Linked DNA regions of Mus musculus: regions 2, 3 and 4 are each linked to region 1. The links are chromatin contacts, called in public Hi-C and promoter capture Hi-C maps. All regions are on one chromosome and are shown on one strand. The core of a region is the stretch at or near the end of the contact, and the rest is flanking DNA. Distances in the headings are between cores, read along the strand shown.

Region 1 (4,315 bases), core at 1,221-3,720:
GGAACTCACTCTACAGACCAGACTGGCTTTGAACTCACAGAGATCTGCCTCCCTCTGCCTCCCAGGTATAGGGACTGAAGGCGTGTACCTGGAGACACCAGCCTTTAAATACCAGTATTATCCTTCTGTGTCCTCTGCCCTCCACTTCCAGTTTGTTTGTTTTTTTTTTTTTAGTAGGAACCAGTGTCTCACAAATCCTTTTTCTCTGAGCATCTCCTTGGAGAACTAACAGCCCAGAAGGAGCAAAGGGCTTTGTTGGAAGAGTTGGAGAGATGGCTCAGTGGTTAGACTCAGTGGTTAGGAGCACACAAATGTCAGATGGCCCATAACTGCCTGTAACTACAGCTCCAGGGCACCCAATGCTCTGTGGCCTCTGCAGCCACCTGCATACAGTACACAGAAAATCATGCAGGCTCATATCAATTCTTTTTTTTTTTTTTTTTTGATTTTTGTTGTTGTTGTTTTTTTTTTCGAGACAGGGTTTCTCTTTATAGCCCTGGCTGTCCTGGAACTCACTTTGTAGACCAGGCTGGCCTCGAACTCAGAAATCCGCCTGCCTCTGCCTCCCGAGTGCCAGGTCATATCAATTCTTAAAAAAACAAACCTCACTGTTGGCTGAGTGGCCACAGGAAACTAGGCCGTGAATTTTCTGTGGCCTCATTTCAGAGTGATCCAAGAAAGGTCACCACTGATTACAGGGCCTGACCTGTACCCTGTACCTCAGTGGTGGCGGCACCACTGGGGTCTCAGTCTTCTCTGCACAGAACAGTTGAGGCTCAGGAACTTTGATAAGACTAGCTCAGGGCTGCACAGGAAACTTTACATTAACTGGCTAGCCTGGGTGGCAGCAGGGGTGGCGGCCTCACCTTGCCCTGGGGCTTCACCCCAGACGCTGTGAACACCAGTAACTTCTTTAAGCTCTCCCAGCCAAGAGAGGATTTCCGAACTCGCTTTTTCTGAGGCTCAGTATCCTCTCCCTCCTCCGGATCCCCAGGAGTGTCTGGTGGAGCATCTGGCTGGGATCCTGATGTGCTGAGCTCTTCCCAACGCAGGGTCAGGGGATATAGGCCATTAACCAGATAAAGGACATCCCCCAAGCTTAGAGAGCCAGACAGTCCTGGCTTCAACTCCTGGACCCCAACAGTTGACGGGTTAACACCCAGCTGCAGACAAAGGAGGAGCTAGGGTTGGCACCACCCCGCCCCACCAAATCCAATACCTTAGCTCCCAATCAATTTTTAATCTTCCCACCTATTCACTTCGTGTGGCCAGTCAGAACTTTGAAAGGTTAGTGGCTTCTAGTCTGGCACGGTGTTAAAGCGGAAAGCTGACCAGCCTTCTGAAGGGTTGTCATCTACCCGGCCCCTCTCCCAAGTCCTTGCTACCCGCTGCCAAGACACTGGTACCTGTTTCACTGCCACTGTCCGGCTTTCAGGGTCTGCAATCAGCTCCACTGAGGGTAAGGGGGTGGAGTCAGGGTTTACATCACGTACAGGGGCGTGGCCAACTACAGTCTACTACTAGGACTTAAGTAAGAGAGGCACTTTCTCCCTAGGACTTAAGTAAGAGAGGCACTTTCTCCCTTCCTTCCTCAATCCCCCAACACAGGTAGCCCAGGATAGCCTTGAACTCGCTACATACTAGCGGCTGGGCTTGAACTGATTCTCATGCCTCTACCACCCAATTCTCTGGATGACAGGGGTGTCTGCCCCCCCCCCCCCCCCCCGAGCCAGTTTATTCCTCAATAATAACAGGTACTTCGGAGTCCCTAGGATTGCTAGAGACACGGACTTGTCCAGAACAGGTATTTTTTTTATCTGTAGGGTCTGCTTTGTCCCATGAGATACATGGGGTAGACCGAGGTCTTGGGCATGGCTTGATGCATCACCGCCTGATGTAGCCTGCCCAGCGACCGTCTCTCTGTTGTCCTTCTCCCCTCCGGTGACAATCTCCCAGATCCTCTCTGTCCCTCCCATAATGCCTCGTCTTGCTTCTGGCTAGGCATAGGCTCCCCTGCTTCCTTCCAATCCCACTCTGCAGCAGTTCCATTCCCGTGCCCACCTTGGTTTCGGGAGCACTTCCGGTCCGTCACTTGGGTCAGGGGTCCCCGACCGAGGACCAGGGCTTGGCCATCCGACGGCAGGAATATAGGGGGCGGCCCACCGGTGGGGCTCTGCAGCCACAGGCGGCCCCGGGATCCAAGCTGTGACATCCTCGGATGCTGTGAAGGGGAACAGAATCACAGTGGAGCTTGCTCAGCAGCCGGCAACCCACCCGCCACCGGAAGTTCTGCTTTCCCAATGCGAGCCACACCGGAAATTCCGCCCCTTGCCCATGGGCGGGTTCGACGTTTCCCAAGCTACCACAACGGTTCCAATGCGCAGTGAGGATTGCATATAGGTAGAGTCACTTCTGAATTCATTCCAAAGCTCATCTATGCTATGGGAAAGACTGTTCGAAAATTTGGCTCCTCCCACGGCGCATGCGCAGTCCTGACTCGCTTGAGGCGCTCTGAGCCAGAGCGGATAGGGGTCACTCGCATCCATAGTCACTTGATCCCTACGCTAGAGTTACTTGTTTTTGTTTTGATTTTCTTGTATGTATGTATGTATGTATGTATGTATGTATGTATGTTTTAGTGAGACAGGTTCTCAGGATGTAGCCTTGTTAAAATTCTTTCCTAGGCATGGTGGCACATGAGTTTAATATTAATCCTAGTACTTGGGAGGCAGAGGCAGGCAGAGCCCAGCCTGGTCTACATAGTAAGATTCTGCCCCCACCGCAAAAATAAAATAAAGAGGAAGTTGCTCTCCTGGGGAAGACCTAAAAAATGCCTACCCTTCTCCAAAGGCCTGAAGTATATATAACCTGAAATATGATTCCACCACAGAGCATTCTGGGGAAGCCGACTATATTGGGCTTGCAGAGCATAGGTGGTGGTGGTTGTGTTGCTACCTGCAAAAAAACACACGGGGCAGTTTTCATCTAGCAGAAATGAAGCCTCATTTCATACTGCACAGACAGAGCCCTTCCCTTCCCTTCCCCCTCACCAGTATCCTCTAGCCCCTCCCCAAACCACAGGCAACTAGGGCAAAATTGCATATAGTTGCTTGTGAGGAACAGCTGGGTACTAAGGTCAGGGTCCCATGACCTTGCCTCCCCTTCTATGAGCGAAATCAAAAAGTCCGGCTGCAGTTATCTTTCAGCCCAGACAAGTTTTTTTTTTTTTTTTTTTTTTGGCGTGTATGTTAATCCACCATACACCCAAACTGGGCTCAAATTTCGGGATCTGTCTGTCTTCCAAATATTAGTATTAAAATAGAGCTCTACAGACAGGTTGGCAGCGCACGTCTTTCATTCTAAAACTGGGGAAGTGGAGGCAGAGGCAGGCAGATCTCAGTTTAGTGACAGCTTGGTCTTCAGAAGGGCTCCAGGACAACCAGGGCTACACAGAGAAACCCTATCTTGAAAAACACGCTCTAAAAGCTGGGGGGGGGGAGAGGAAGGAAGAAAATGCCATCACACTTGGCCATTGATGGGTTGTTTTACTTTTTGATACCAGGGGATTCACCTGCTCCTGTCTCCCAAGTGCTAGAATTAGAGGTGTGCGCCACTGCTCACGGTTTTTTTTGTTCTTTGAGGCATGGTCTCAAAAAGTCTAGACTGACGTGAACACCTGTGCCTCCTTAAACCCATCTCCCTGCTGATGGAATGACAGATGTGCGCCTTCATCATTCCTCTGCGTAGCAGCGGAAACAAACCAGCTTGTCCTTAGCATTTGAAGCGCATAGCATCACTATACACTCTTCCTTTGCTTCTATGATGCCGGTCCCTTTGCAATAAAGTGGGAAAATCGCTTCTAATTCTGGGACAAATACGCTAAAGCTCGGTATGATGGGGCAGATTGGAAATCCCAGCACAAAAACTGAAGAGAAAGGCTGGGCTACAAAGTGAAATCATCCCAAAAAGCAAAGTAACAAAAGGGAGGCAATCCATATTAATATTAATAGTGTGAAGGTGACAGTCCTCTAGCCCCTCTAGCCCCCTTTCTCATCTTTGGATGTTGGGAAATGGAGATTCCCTGGTTTGCCTTTCTACCGCTCCCACAGTTACGCCCCCAAGACTGGGTGTCGAACCCTGAACTTCATTTAATTGTCATGAACGCTTCATAGCATCACACTCACACACAACACGAACTCACTAGTCAGAGGTAAAACTTTAATCTCAGAGCGCCCCTCCCTACCCCCATCCCACTCTCCCGCACCCAAGTCTAGGGCCGGAAAGTGAGGCCCCCCTGGCCCCCCCACCTTGGGTG
Region 2 (4,315 bases), core at 987-3,486, about 17 Mb after region 1:
CCAGGACAGTCAGGGCTACACAGAGAAACCCTGTCTCGAAAAACAAAAAAAAAAACAAACAAAAAAGTAAAAATAAATAAATAAATAAGCAAGCAAGCGTATACACACAAAAACAGAGCTCAAATGCTCTGGAAGGCAGCCATTACTCCTTAGTGCCACTTACTAAGGGAGTTTCTTGCACTGTCCAACCACACTAATACTACAAAAAGAGACCAACACAAAAACAGGAACGTTAAAATCCTAGGATGTTTATTACAAAGGTAAACCCCGATCCTTGAGATGGGCTTATCGGTAGGATTTCTGGTATCGGGCACGGGCACCAGGACCTCCAAACTTTTTGGATTCGCAGCGACGGGGGTCAGCTACAAGCAGGGTCCGATCGTATTGGATGAGGATATCTTTGATCTCCTTCTTGGAGGCTTCATCCACATCTGGAGATTAATAGACAAGACCTTTAGTTTGGTCCTACCACATAGCCCACCCGCCATGAAATGAAAGACCAGCTCTCACTCACATTTTTGGTAATAAGCTACCAGGGCCTTTGAGATGGACTGTCGGATGGCTGCAAGACACAATGACCAAAAAGCTTAGTGAAGACCCAGTCCTTCCAGGAGCTGCCTCACACCCATAGGCTTAGATCCTGAGACTTACCATAAATTTGGGCCACATGTCCACCACCCTTCACACGGACCCGAATATCCACACCAGCAAATCGCTCCTTGCCCAGAAGCAAAACAGGCTCCAGTAACTAGAGAAATGGGAAAATATGGGGTTAGGGAGTTAAGTCATACCCTGACTTAACCACTCTCCATGGACATTCATCATCTCCCTTTGTGTGGTTCCCACCATCACCAGAATCAAGGAGGCAGCCTATCCTAGGATCCCTGTGCCCCTCAGAGTCCCATGTATATGTGCCCATAGAGACCAGAAGAGGGCCTGAGACACCGAGGAGCTGGAATCATGGAGTGACAGGCAACTATGAACTTCCCCAAACAGGAAGCAAGGTCAGACAGGTCCACTGTTCTCACAGTGGTCATTCCATCTTCTCTTTGGATCAAATTTGTCCAATACCTAGGACCAGTCTATCCAGAAGCTCCCCGAGTGGCAGGCCTAGAGCCACCTCCATCACTGGTGTTGGCCCAATTCACAACACAGGGTACACACACCAATCGTTCAAATAAACTGACAGACTGTCCTTTTTAGTCACCTGACAGACTTGGATTAGACTAAGCACGGGGGTCTAGTGGCATTAACATCAACACTACCATTAGAATGCATTGTCTGCAAGGTATGATATTCCTTCTTACATGTACCAAAACTCATACAACAATGAGTTCTGGGTTGCAAAAGAGGATTTGTTCTTGCACTTGTTTTCCAGTTTTTGCCCACTAGTTCAACAAAAACCCATACAAGTGCTACCAATGTTAGACTTCAGAGGACTCCTATTGTATTTTTCAAGGTTCCACGTTGTAGCCCCATGCTGACCTAAACGGCGGCGCTTTGGATTCGTAACTCGTAGTATGCTATCCTCCAAGGAGCTAGGAGTATACACATGAGCTGTAAACTCATACTTCTAGACCAGAAATCGTCAATTAGGTCGGATACACTGTGCTATTCTCCTGGCCACGGGCCCCTCGCATCTGGAGAGCTTCGAGGTTATAGAATAGGCCACGTTTTCATGTATTTTACCAGCTCCGACTTCATCTTTCCCGAGCCCAGGTTAAGGTCTACCGCGAGGTAAGCCATCCTCCTTCCCCCACCTCAACTCCCTATCATCCCGGGGCCTTCCCTTCCGTCTCGCCACCCGGACGCCCATGCCCGACCCCAACACCTTGTACTGCAGCGTGCGCGGCTCGATCATCTCCAGGGGACGTCCGTTCACCTTGATGAGCCCATTTCCCCGTTTGCAGTGGGCCACAGCCGTGGCTGTTTTCTGTGAAGGGCGAGGGAGACGGCGGGGCCGTGTGAGCGCGGGACCCTGGCTCAGCGGGCCCCAGCTCATCATGTCACCCAGCCAGGGCCTTCTCACCCCCCTCCCCACCCCCACCTCTTTCTATGCCGCCCCTGGCACACCTTGCGTCCGAAGACCTGCACGGACTGCAGCGGACCCTTGGACGGCATAGCTCCGAGCACAAGCACGAGCTCCACACCGCGCAGCGCCGCGACCGGAAAAGGGAAGCGCGGGGCCAACCCAGCCGATTTTTCAGGGTCTGCGCAGGCGCATTGAGTGCTACGTCACGACAGAAGCGGGCTTTACGGCTGACGTCGAAGCCTGAGAGGGGACGTGTGAATTGCGGCGGGAACGCCTTCAGGCAAGGGAGGGGGCGGTGTCGGAGGGGAAGGGGCGGAGCTGTGCGGGACCCGGAGGGTGGGGACTCCGTCCAGAACTCGGAAGATGGGGCTGGCCTCCTTTTTCCATTGCTTTTCCGCAGCCTTGGTCTTGACTTTCGGCCAGTTCTTATAGACATTCCTGCTCTTCGATGCTCTCCTTCGGCGCTTCTCCAGGCCGATTCTCACCCTCTTCCTCCCACCCTTTCCCAGGATCCCCATCCCATCGGAGTCTTCCCGCATCCACTATGCTAAGTCAAGCTGGCTTTTCAGAATCTTGCCTCCAGAACCCTCTTTCCTAGCCCTTACGATCCCCCGTCGCGAATCAGCCTTTCACCAGAATTGCCTTCCTCTTCTTCCCAGGAAACCTGACCCCTTAAAAGCCCTTTCCAGCGCTCTCCTAAATAAACTTCTCTTGCCTTCTGGTTGTGCCTTATATACGTTTTTTTTCCTCACAGACTCGGGCCTTCGCCTGCTTTCGCTGCCAAAATTAACTACCTCTTTGGTGGCTCCTCTCCCCAGCAACTGCTCCAGGGACATTGTTCTCCCAGCTTGACCCTCCCCTAGAGAACTACCCTCAGGACCTGTCTTCAGGGCAGTTATCTTAGATCATTATCCAGAATCCTCCAAGTAGCCTTGTTTTAAGATTTAATACTTTTTTCGAGGGCAGGTTCCCGAGGGAGGCCTCCAATCTCCTTGGAAATGTAGTTACAGGGTGTCTGAGCCACACCCAACTTGTGTACCTGTAACCAAACTCAGGTCCTCTCTAGGAAAAGCAGTTAGTGCTTTTAACCACCATCTTTCCAACTTCCAAGTGACCGTAATGCTCCTCTAAACCCTCCGCTCTATGTGTTTACTCCACAGAATTCTCCAGCCTACCAACCTGAGGAAAACCAGCTTTTAACTTTTCCATAGTACCCACCCCAGAATTGTTCTAAGTCACTGGGCAACAGCTTCTCAGGATTGCCTCAGTTTCTCTTGCAGCACAGGGTGTGGAGGACATTAAGGGATGTGGAGACATTTGGAAGGCAGAGTTGTCAACAAAAAGACTAGGTATGGTCATGTGCACCTGTAACACTAACACTTGGAAGGAGGAGGAAGGGTCAGGAGGAATCCCGACGCCATCCTCTCCTCATTATGAATATCTGGCCAGCCTGGGCTACATGTGACCCTGCTTCAGAAAGAAAAGAAACTAGCTAGCGAAATGCCCAAGCCTGAGGGCCCGAGTTTGGTTCCTGGGACTCACAGAGTAGAAGGAGAGAACAAACTCCTGCAGGCTGTCTTCCAAGCTCCACATGTGCACGCGCATACACAGACACACACTTGAATGTAATAAGATGGAAGACACACAGTGGATCTCTGGATTAAAGGTCAGTGCTCCAGGCCAGCCCAAACCAAAGCATAGCACTGTCCACACTGGCGTGACCATGCCTTGGCAGTGGTAACTCCTTCTTGGAGCTGGGAAGTTAGGGGAAAACCACTGGGCTCTGTGTGCAAGCAGTTATGCATGCTTGAACACGCTCACAGGAAACAGTAGGGCTGATGTTCTGGATTTCTGACCCACTACCACAATCTTCAGCAGATAAACGTCTTTCAGACACATAAGTGATAATCATGTTGATTACAGTCACACTTAAACAGCGCTTGCTCTTCGCCAGGTGCTGATCTACTCTAAATGTGCCGAGTGCGTTGGCGAGTGTTCTCTCTAGGCTGGCTAACTCCGAGGTGGGCAGACATATGATGGCTACACAGCACAATATTTGTCCTGGACATCATAGATTCATATTTGTCAACTTCCAGCAGATGGCAGTAAAATTCTTTGTCCTGCCCTGGTGGGTCCTTCTGTCCACCCACTCCCTTACAGCCCACCCCCTACTCCCCTGCTCCATCTCTCAATTTCTTTTGGAGTCCAGTCTGGCTGGAAGTCACAATATAGCTAAGGAGAAGCTGACTTTGAATCCCTGATCCTCCTGCCTCCACCTCCCCA
Region 3 (4,315 bases), core at 968-3,467, about 16 Mb after region 1:
CAAAAAACCCCGACATGCCCCACCCCAACCCTCGCTTTTTGCGTTTGGTCCTAAAATTGGCTGGCTCAGGGATTTGTAAACTGGGCGGGAGGCAAGTTTTTGTGCCCCTCCTTCCCTTCTTTTCCCGTTGTCCTCGAGACTGTTTACAACAGACTGGAACCCTGGTTACAAGAGAAGGAACCCAAGCGTCCGGGCTGAGCGTCCTCGTCACGGCTTCCAGGAAGCCCCCCCTCCCCCGCCCTAAGCGAGTGAGTCACGGGCGAGCGGGAGGCCGCAACCGTGCCACAGCAGCCTATGGCCCGCCCTGCTCACGGGACCAGCCCAGGAAGGCCCCTTGGCCCCAGAAAGCGCTGCACCAGGGATTCCCCCCAACCCCCTCTCCTATGAGGCAAGCCAGTAAGTAGCCTGGCAGAATCTCCCTACCTCGATACGCAACGCACCGTGTGAGAACTTCCCAGCATGGTAATTACACTCCTGGCAATGATAACCCCCATACACAAGAACTCTTTTTCACTGGAGATATCCTTGAAATAACACTTTTGACTTGGGTGTGGCGGCCATGCCTGTAATCCTAACACTACTTGGGTGGTGGAGACTGGAGGATCGCAAGTTCCAAGCCGGCTAAGGAGACCGACTGAAAAGCAAAAACCTTACAGATCTCCAGAGAGTTGAGTTAAGACTGCTTGCATTACTAGAAACCCATTCAACGTTGAAGGTGGCCCATTCTTTCAATAGAGCAGAGCTTCCTCCCTAATAAAAGACGTAAGCTGTTCCAACCTTGAGTTTTCGGAAGCAAAACCTCTTAATTTAAACTGCAGCTTGGGTAAATGTGCTATCCAGCCATGCTAGACTAGGGGGTTGGAAGGGCACTGCTGAGCTACAGCTCAGAGCGGTCCCTACCTGGACCAACTGTCTTACAGGTTCTGTGCCTTCAGGTTTAAGTTTTTATTTCGCCTTTCTATCTTTCTGTAACCCACTTCCTCGCCTAGATTTGTTTCCCAGTCCCCTCTCCCTGTCTTACTGTCTCCCCACTTTGTAAATGTCATCTTTTTTTCTTTCTATAATAGGGTTGGCTCTAAGGAGTACATACCAAGTCGCTGAGACTTCGTTTTACTTCCTCCTTACCTTCGTGGTTTCTCTTTTTTTTTTTTTTTTTTTTTAAAAGTAGGACCTGGAACTCAATCAATAGCTTAGTCTGACATTGAACGCCTGATCCCCCTTCCTCCACCTCCAAATGCCAAGATTACAACCATATGCCACTGTCTTGTCTTTTGTTTTGTTTTTCAAGACAGGGTTTCTCAGCCGAGCATGGTGACACACGCCTTTGATCCCAGCACTCCGGAGGCAGAGGCAGGCGGATTTCTGAGTTCAAGGCCAGCCTGGTCTACAAAGTGAGTTCCAGGACAGCCAGAGCTATACAGAGAAACCCTGTCTCGAAAAACAAAAACAACAAACAAACAAAAAAGACAGGGTTTCTGTGTGTAGTCCTGGCTGTTCTGGAACTCACTCTGTAGACCAGGCTAGCCTCGAACTCATAGAAATCCGTCTGCTTCTGCCTTCCAAGTGCTGAAATTAAAAGTTTGGGCCATCAGTGATCTGGCATCTTTTTACTTCCTAAGAAAAGGGTCTCACCAAGTTACTCAAGCTGCCCTAGAACCCACTGTATAGTGGAGCCAGGCCTTGAACTACCAGTCTCCTGCCTCAGCCTCCCTGAGGGGCCGGAATCACAGTCCTAAACCAGCAGATCCTACTTGTGAATGTCTCTCACTGTCTCTTTGTTTTTCTCTCGGCTTCTGGCCATCTCTGTCTCTTCCAACTTGTCTCTCCCCGCCCCCGTCTGTCTCACACGCACACGCCCTCAGTCTCTGCCCTTGTCAATTGTCCCTAGAGCCCTGCCCCCACTTCTGCCCCAGTTCTCTTCCCGACTGCCTTCCACCTCTGAAAAACACTAGGACGCCCCGCTACCATCACCTCCAGTTGGTCGTACACAACCCTCCCTACTACCCCCCGAGAGGGGCCGGAGCTGCGGGAGGGCCAAGTTCAGGCACATTTTGCATGCTAACCAGCAGATAGGCGGAAGGGGCCTAGTACCAGGCCGGCCGAGCTACGCCGCGGGGGCGCGTCCCGGAAGCTCTAGTGGCCACGCCCCCAGGCCGCCCCATAAAAGGAGAAAGCTCCTGCTGCGGGCCACAGCCTGACTTCTGCGAACCGACAGTCGGTCTCTTCACCAAGGCCATTCGCGCCACCATGGATCTCTCTGCCATCTACGAGGTGAGTACCTGTTAGACAGCATCCCGGGATCCCCGACGCACCAAACTTAGGCCCGGGACGCCTCCGTACCTTCTCAGACTAGCCCTGGCTGGCTGGAAATGAGAGAGGGAGCCAGCGAGCCTAGCGCCTCGGTCCAGATACCGGCGATCCCCTTGGGACGAAAAGCTGGCACACTGCTGTCACTCGCGTAGGGCGGAAGCGGCATCACACCTGTCTAGTGCCCTTCGCTGCCCATGGCGCGGTTTGGTGGCCAAGCAGGTGCTAAGGTTGAGGTAGGGGGGGAGTTGACAGGGTAAGAGTTCTAGAGAGATCTGGCCTCCTGGGTCAGCTTTGGCCGGCTCCTTCAAGTTGTGAAACGAGCGCCCGGTGGGCGGTCATATGGGGGGGGGGGGAGTCCTAGAGGCCCAAAGTTGGCGAGCAGCAGTGTGCTTTGATTTGGGGGGGAACCCTCTCTCGATCGGGGATACTGGGCTTCCTAGATCCTTCTGGATTACCTTCAGTCATGTGGAAACACTCAAATCTCTGTAGTCAGGTTCTCCCTGGAGTTTGTGTGAGCCGGGTGGGGCTCAGGCCGAGAACCCACAAACCGGACTGGCAAGCTCGTGAAGTGCTTTACAACAGGGGCGGGGCGACGTCACCTTACCTTTTCTGGTGGCCTAACCGAACCCTGTTCCTCTCAGAGCCTCCAGTCGATGAGCCATGACCTGTCATCCGACCACGGAGGAACCGAATCCCTCGGAGGACTTTGGAACATAAACTCGGACTCCATCCCGTCTGGGGTCACCTCTCGCCTGACTGGCCGCTCCACTAGCCTGGTGGAGGGCCGAAGCTGTGGCTGGGTACCCCCACCCCCTGGTTTTGCACCTTTGGCTCCCCGCCCAGGCCCTGAGCTGTCACCCTCACCTACTTCGCCTACTGCAACTCCCACCACCTCCTCTCGATACAAGACCGAGCTCTGTCGGACCTACTCAGAAAGCGGGCGTTGTCGCTACGGGGCCAAGTGCCAGTTTGCTCACGGCCTGGGTGAACTTCGCCAAGCCAATCGCCACCCCAAGTACAAAACGGAACTCTGCCACAAGTTCTACCTCCAGGGCCGCTGCCCCTATGGCTCTCGATGCCACTTCATCCACAACCCCACCGAGGACCTAGCTCTCCCTGGCCAGCCCCATGTGCTGCGACAAAGCATCAGCTTCTCCGGCTTGCCCTCAGGCCGCAGAAGCTCGCCGCCACCTCCAGGCTTTTCTGGCCCTTCCCTGTCCTCTTGTTCCTTTTCGCCTTCCAGCTCCCCACCGCCCCCTGGGGATCTTCCACTTTCCCCTTCTGCCTTCTCTGCTGCCCCTGGGACCCCTGTGACTCGAAGAGACCCTAACCAGGCCTGTTGCCCCTCCTGCCGAAGGTCTACTACCCCCAGCACCATCTGGGGGCCCTTGGGTGGCCTGGCTCGGAGCCCATCTGCCCACTCTCTGGGATCCGATCCTGATGACTACGCCAGCAGCGGCAGCAGCCTGGGGGGGTCAGACTCACCTGTCTTTGAGGCAGGGGTGTTTGGGCCTCCCCAGACCCCTGCACCCCCAAGGCGTCTCCCCATCTTCAATCGTATCTCTGTCTCTGAGTGACAAGTGCCTACCTACCCAGTATGGATCAGCTAGATCTCAAAGAGAGGGCAGGGACTGCTCATTGCTGTGGGGACCTGGGGCACTCCTCTAAGTTAATAAGTCCCATCTTCTGGACATTCCAAGATGCAATAACCCATTTCCCTGGTGCTGGGCTGGGGCAGGTCCCTAGTTTGCAAATTCAGTGTTTGGGTGGATCCGTTCCTAGGGTACCTAAGATGTTTGAGGGAGACAGTTGACAGTTGGTCTTCCAGGCCCCAAGTCTTCTGTTGTTTTTGAGATAGGAGCTTATTATGGTACCCCAGGCTGGCTTTGAACTCAATATAATCCTGCCTTAGCCTTTTCCAAGTTCTGGGGTTACAGGTATGCACCAGCCCCTCTGCAACTCTGGTCTCCTGGAATCTTAAGTGCTGTGAAGAGCCGGCTCCCAC
Region 4 (4,315 bases), core at 463-2,962, about 14 Mb after region 1:
AATTTTCAGAAGGCAAAATCAAGTTCTAATAGTGTAAACCATTTAATCTTTCTAAAATTAATTGCAAGTGGGTTTTTATGTTACGAGTGTGGCTGTCTGAAAGGTACATTGCTGTACATACGTGCATGGAGGTGCAGTTTTTATCTTAGTAAAATTCTATAAACCTGGATTTTTAAGATAAGACGGGGGCTAGAGAGATGGCTCAGTGGTTAAGAGCACTGACTGCTCTTCTGAAAGGTCCTGACTTCAATTCCCAGCAACCACATGGTGGCTCACAACCATCTGTAATTGGATCCGATGCCCTCTTCTGGTGTGTCTGAAGACAGCTACAGTGTACTTACATATAATAATAAATAAATCTTTTTTAAAAATTAAATTCCTGCATTCCAGGAAGTTATCTGGTTCCTGAGCAGGTGGAGCTTGCAGATTAATTTGGGGAATTACCGTACTGCATGCAGGCAAAAAAACATATACTCACAAAATAAGATCTAACATATCTTAAAATATATAGAAAAGTTAGCTAAATTAAAAATTAATAAAATGAGCATTAAGTCCATTGTCTCTCATTTGTTTCTCATTGAATGAAAATCAGGACAATGTTGCGGTAATTTCTCACCCCAATAAGCCCGTATAAAAAACACACAACTCAGTTATAGTTATAAGCTATATGCCTAGATTGGGCAGATCTATCACTGTACTAATCTAGTTGCCAACTATGAGACTTCTTGCTACTTGCGGCTTCTCCAGGCCATGTCTCTCTCCTCCCTCTCTGAGACTGGGAAGAAGGCCCAGTGAGATCACCTGAGTATGCGCTCTGCTCATTGTAGAGGACAGCTCCTCTTGATGAAGCAGAATAAACATCAAAATACAAATGGCGCCAGGGCAACCCACAACAGGACAAGAATGCTCCTAAGTATGGGTGAGAAGGATTTTACTGTAGACATGAAGAAGAGTACAGCCAGAGGCATCTGGAAGAGTTCAGACTGAATATAACCAGCAAAATAGATGGGGCCACGAGAGGAGAGGTGGGGAGTGGGGCGGGGGCGAGCTAAGAAGAGAAGACTTGGAGAGAGGGTTCCAAGAGGACCCCGAGGGTGCTTGGGAATAAAGAGGGGAGTGGCCAAAATGGCTGAGTTATGAGAATCTGAAGTGGGCAAAGCTCGGGGGCTAGAGAGATTCGGTGTAGGGGCGGGGTATGCCAGGCAGGCAGGATGACTCTGTAAGAGGTTGTTGTGAGAAGGGCCTGAAGGAACCTAGAAGCTAGCATAGACCTCGATATGCCAATAGACGCCACCAAAGGCATAGATTAATGGAAGAGTTCTATGTCCCTTCTGCCAAAGACGAGGAGAATGACCACTTTTAGCAAGTAAAAACGATTTTCTTAAGTCCCTGAGAGAATGATGGGTTTTGTCTAAAAGCCCGAGTTTGGGAAAAGGAAATTTCTTGCACGTTCCCACCCGCCGCCCCCTTTTTTTCCCCAGGTAGAGTGAAGCTTTTAGAACCTTCTGCCTCTTACAGTGAGTGAAAGAACAAAGGTGGATAAGCGGGTGTCTGAATTTCACCCCATCCTTTTCATTTTCATTTACTAACCTACATACACTAGAGCGCCAAGAGCCGCTACGGGTAGCGGCCCGGTACAGAGAGACCCGTCAGCCGGGACCTGCTGTCTGCTTGGCAACCGGTGACATCTCAGCGTCGCGCTCCTGACGTCATAGATGGGCGCCATACTTAAAGAGAGTGCGGGAAGCTGCGACTGCAGCTGAGCTCTGTGACAGCCATGGAACTAACGCAGAAAGAGCGGGAACTGAGTCGCTGGGCTGCTGAAGAGATGGAGGTGCCCCTAGCAGCTCGCCCCCGGGAGTCGACGCTGCGTAGGTGAGGCTGCTTCTGGAGTAAGGTCTCCCCATCCTGGAATTAGCCTCGAGGAGTAAGATCACCGCCCTGTTAGACCCCCGGGGCCCAGGTGTAGAGAACGCGACCCCCAGAAACACAGCTTGATCATAGACGCTGTAATAACAAGAGGTTTTTAATCCGACGCACATGAGGTTGCTCAGCCTCGCAGGGAGAGTCAACCCCGATTGTCTAAATACAGCTAATTTATACTTTTTGTGAAAGGGCTCACACAGCTATTTTATTATTGGCTAATAAAGCAACAGTATAATTTTAATTTGGCAGAAAACTTTGTCAGCAATCAGCAAGGTCAAAGCAGCTTGTAGTTTTCCTCAGAATTCAGGCTGAGGAGGGCTAGGGAGGTTTTCTCAAGGATGGTCATTTCTGGCAGCTGTGGTCTTTATGACCACTAGTCTGTCCCTGCAGATAGGGAAGGGGCCGGGTGGTCTTGAATTTGTTTACACTGGCAGGGAAAGAGAAGAATCTTTCTTTCTTTCTTTTTTTTTTTTTTTTTTTTTTTTTTTTTTGAGTTTCTCAAGACAGGGTTTCTCTGTGTATCCCTGGCTGTCCTGGAACTCACTCTGTAGATCAGGCTGGCCTAGAACTCAGAAATCCACCTGCTTCTGCCTCCCAAGTGCTGGGATTAAAGACATGCGCCACCACTGCCTGGAGAAAGGGAAGATTCTTTAAGCAGCAGGAGACAGCTGAAGATAGAGAGTGGCTGCTGCAGACAGCTTGCAGCAGGAGACAGAGATAGGGGAAGCAAGCTCTGCAAATAACTTTGGTATACATTAATTAAGCTAAAAACTAAGCCGGGCGTGGTGACGCACCCCTTTAATCCTAGCACTTGATAGGCAGAGGCAGGTGAATTTCTGAGTTCGGCTACACAGAGAAACCCTGTCTTGAAAAGACAAAAACAAAACAAAACAAAATATTAAGCTAAAAACTATATTTCTTCCCAGCACTCGGGAGGCAGAGGCAGGCGGATTTCTGAGTTCGAGGCCAGCCTGGTCTACAAAGTGAGTTCCAGGACAGCCAGGGCTATACAGAGAAACCCTGTCTCAAAAAACCAAAAAAACAAAACAAAACTATTATTTCTTTATCCCTCATCGAGAATGAGACAGATCTGCAGAATAAGGGGGTTCCTACAGCACCTCACCTACCCACTCTTACCCTAATCAAAGGTGACACTAGGCAGTTGGCAGTGGCTGTTCTATTGGGGATCAAATCTGCAGAAACCAGTAGCATATGACCCTGTTATGAAAGACCATTTCCTGGGGTGGAAACCTCTTACACCCACCTCTGAAAGTGACTACAACTAAACCTCTCCTAGAAGAAATAGAACCTGTCATGGAATAAGAATACCCTCAGACTTAGGGAGAAGGCCACCCTCTCAGTGACAACCCCCAGGCCCACCCACCGAAGTGAGAAATCTTGGAACTTTCCACCACCATAACTGTGGAGACAGTGGAGGGTCCTCCTCTCCTCCTGGGCAATGCTCCAGTCATACTCTATGCTGTATCCCTTCAGGCTGTGTCTGAGTCAGGGCGCTGACATCTGGGCCTACATTGTGCAGCATGTGCGTAGTCAGAGGTAAGCCAAACCTAGTGCAGGGGAGGGGGTCAGAGAGTGGGAAAGGCACAGGGAAGGCCCACAGCAACTCCTCTCCCTTCATCTCTCCAATGCAGGAATATCAAGAAGATCCAGGGAAACCTCCTCTGGTAACTGCTTCTTAAATTCATTGATTCCTATCTTCACCAGTTTTGTCTAGCCTTGTCCATAACCAAGGCCTCTACTTCCTGCCTTCTCCCCTGGAAGCCCCAGCCATCTCCTAACTCTATTCTCTTTTCTCTAGGCATGCCTATCAGGACAATCCAAAGGTAAGAAGCCTGTGTGGTTAATATTCTCCCTCAACCAATAGTCAGCTTGCAAATATTCTGCTCTAGGCCCTGGAGGTGATGGGTCTGTCAGGAACACCATGTTACAAAACAACCCAGATCTTTGCGCTCCCAGGGATTGCGATCCAGGGTGAGCCAGGCACGAGATGGGGAGCAGTGGTGTATGGACATGGGGCATTGGTGTTGGAGAGAGGAAGGTCTTGAGTCCTATAGTCTCAGCACTCAGGATGAAGCAGAAGGGTCAACATGAGTGTAAGGCCAGCCTGGGCTACATAGTGAGACATGGTCAAAAGTAGACACAGTAAACAAAACTGCTAAAAGGAGAAGGATGAGTTTGTCAGAGCTGCTAAGGAATTCAAGGAAGAGGTCAAGACTAGGAGGGGGACCTACAATTAAGAGCATTCGCTGCTCTTGAAGAGGACTTATCCCAGCATCCAGAGCAGATGTCTAACAGCAGACTGTGATTTCAGTTCTAGGAGATCTAACACCTTCTGGCCTCCACTGGTACCTGTATGCATGTGGTACAC

The links. Promoter capture Hi-C pulls out the DNA fragments that hold promoters and counts their contacts. Hi-C and Micro-C count contacts between places; a contact is called where the count stands out from the background.
Region 2: a promoter capture Hi-C map of maxillary cranial neural crest shows a contact between it and region 1. The contact joins the promoter of Rps16 here to the promoter of Pnkp in region 1. A contact is called at or near these places in 2 of 39 promoter capture datasets (cranial neural crest and maxillary cranial neural crest).
Region 3: a contact with region 1 is called in a Hi-C map of neutrophils, with 8 times the contacts expected there. The contact joins the promoter of Zfp36 here to the promoter of Pnkp in region 1. A contact is called at or near these places in 1 of 39 promoter capture datasets (cranial neural crest) and 1 of 484 Hi-C or Micro-C datasets (neutrophils).
Region 4: a contact with region 1 is called in a promoter capture Hi-C map of cranial neural crest. The contact joins the promoter of Haus5 here to the promoter of Pnkp in region 1. A contact is called at or near these places in 2 of 39 promoter capture datasets (cranial neural crest and maxillary cranial neural crest) and 1 of 9 other capture datasets (liver).

What each region holds. Positions count from the first base shown.
Region 1 is chr7:44,855,301-44,859,615 of GRCm38.p6, reverse strand. It overlaps Pnkp (polynucleotide kinase 3'- phosphatase), which reads right to left and starts at 2,470. Exons shown (of 16, transcript NM_021549.3): 1 at 2,062-2,470; 2 at 1,407-1,453; 3 at 867-1,163. The coding sequence starts at 2,212. It overlaps Akt1s1 (AKT1 substrate 1 (proline-rich)), which reads right to left. Exons shown (of 5, transcript NM_026270.4): 5 at 4,195-4,315.
Region 2 is chr7:28,348,610-28,352,924 of GRCm38.p6, reverse strand. Rps16 (ribosomal protein S16) reads right to left here and starts at 2,236. Exons shown (of 5, transcript NM_013647.2): 1 at 2,074-2,236; 2 at 1,832-1,933; 3 at 652-748; 4 at 515-562; 5 at 227-431. The coding sequence starts at 2,121. The coding sequence ends at 286. It overlaps AF357399 (snoRNA AF357399), which reads right to left and starts at 1,385; the gene lies at 1,292-1,385.
Region 3 is chr7:28,377,130-28,381,444 of GRCm38.p6, reverse strand. Zfp36 (zinc finger protein 36) reads left to right here and starts at 2,217. Exons shown (of 2, transcript NM_011756.4): 1 at 2,217-2,271; 2 at 2,952-4,315. The coding sequence starts at 2,248. The coding sequence ends at 3,887.
Region 4 is chr7:30,662,391-30,666,705 of GRCm38.p6, reverse strand. It overlaps Haus5 (HAUS augmin-like complex, subunit 5), which reads left to right and starts at 1,712. Exons shown (of 19, transcript NM_027999.1): 1 at 1,712-1,875; 2 at 3,421-3,483; 3 at 3,579-3,611; 4 at 3,746-3,770. The coding sequence starts at 1,778.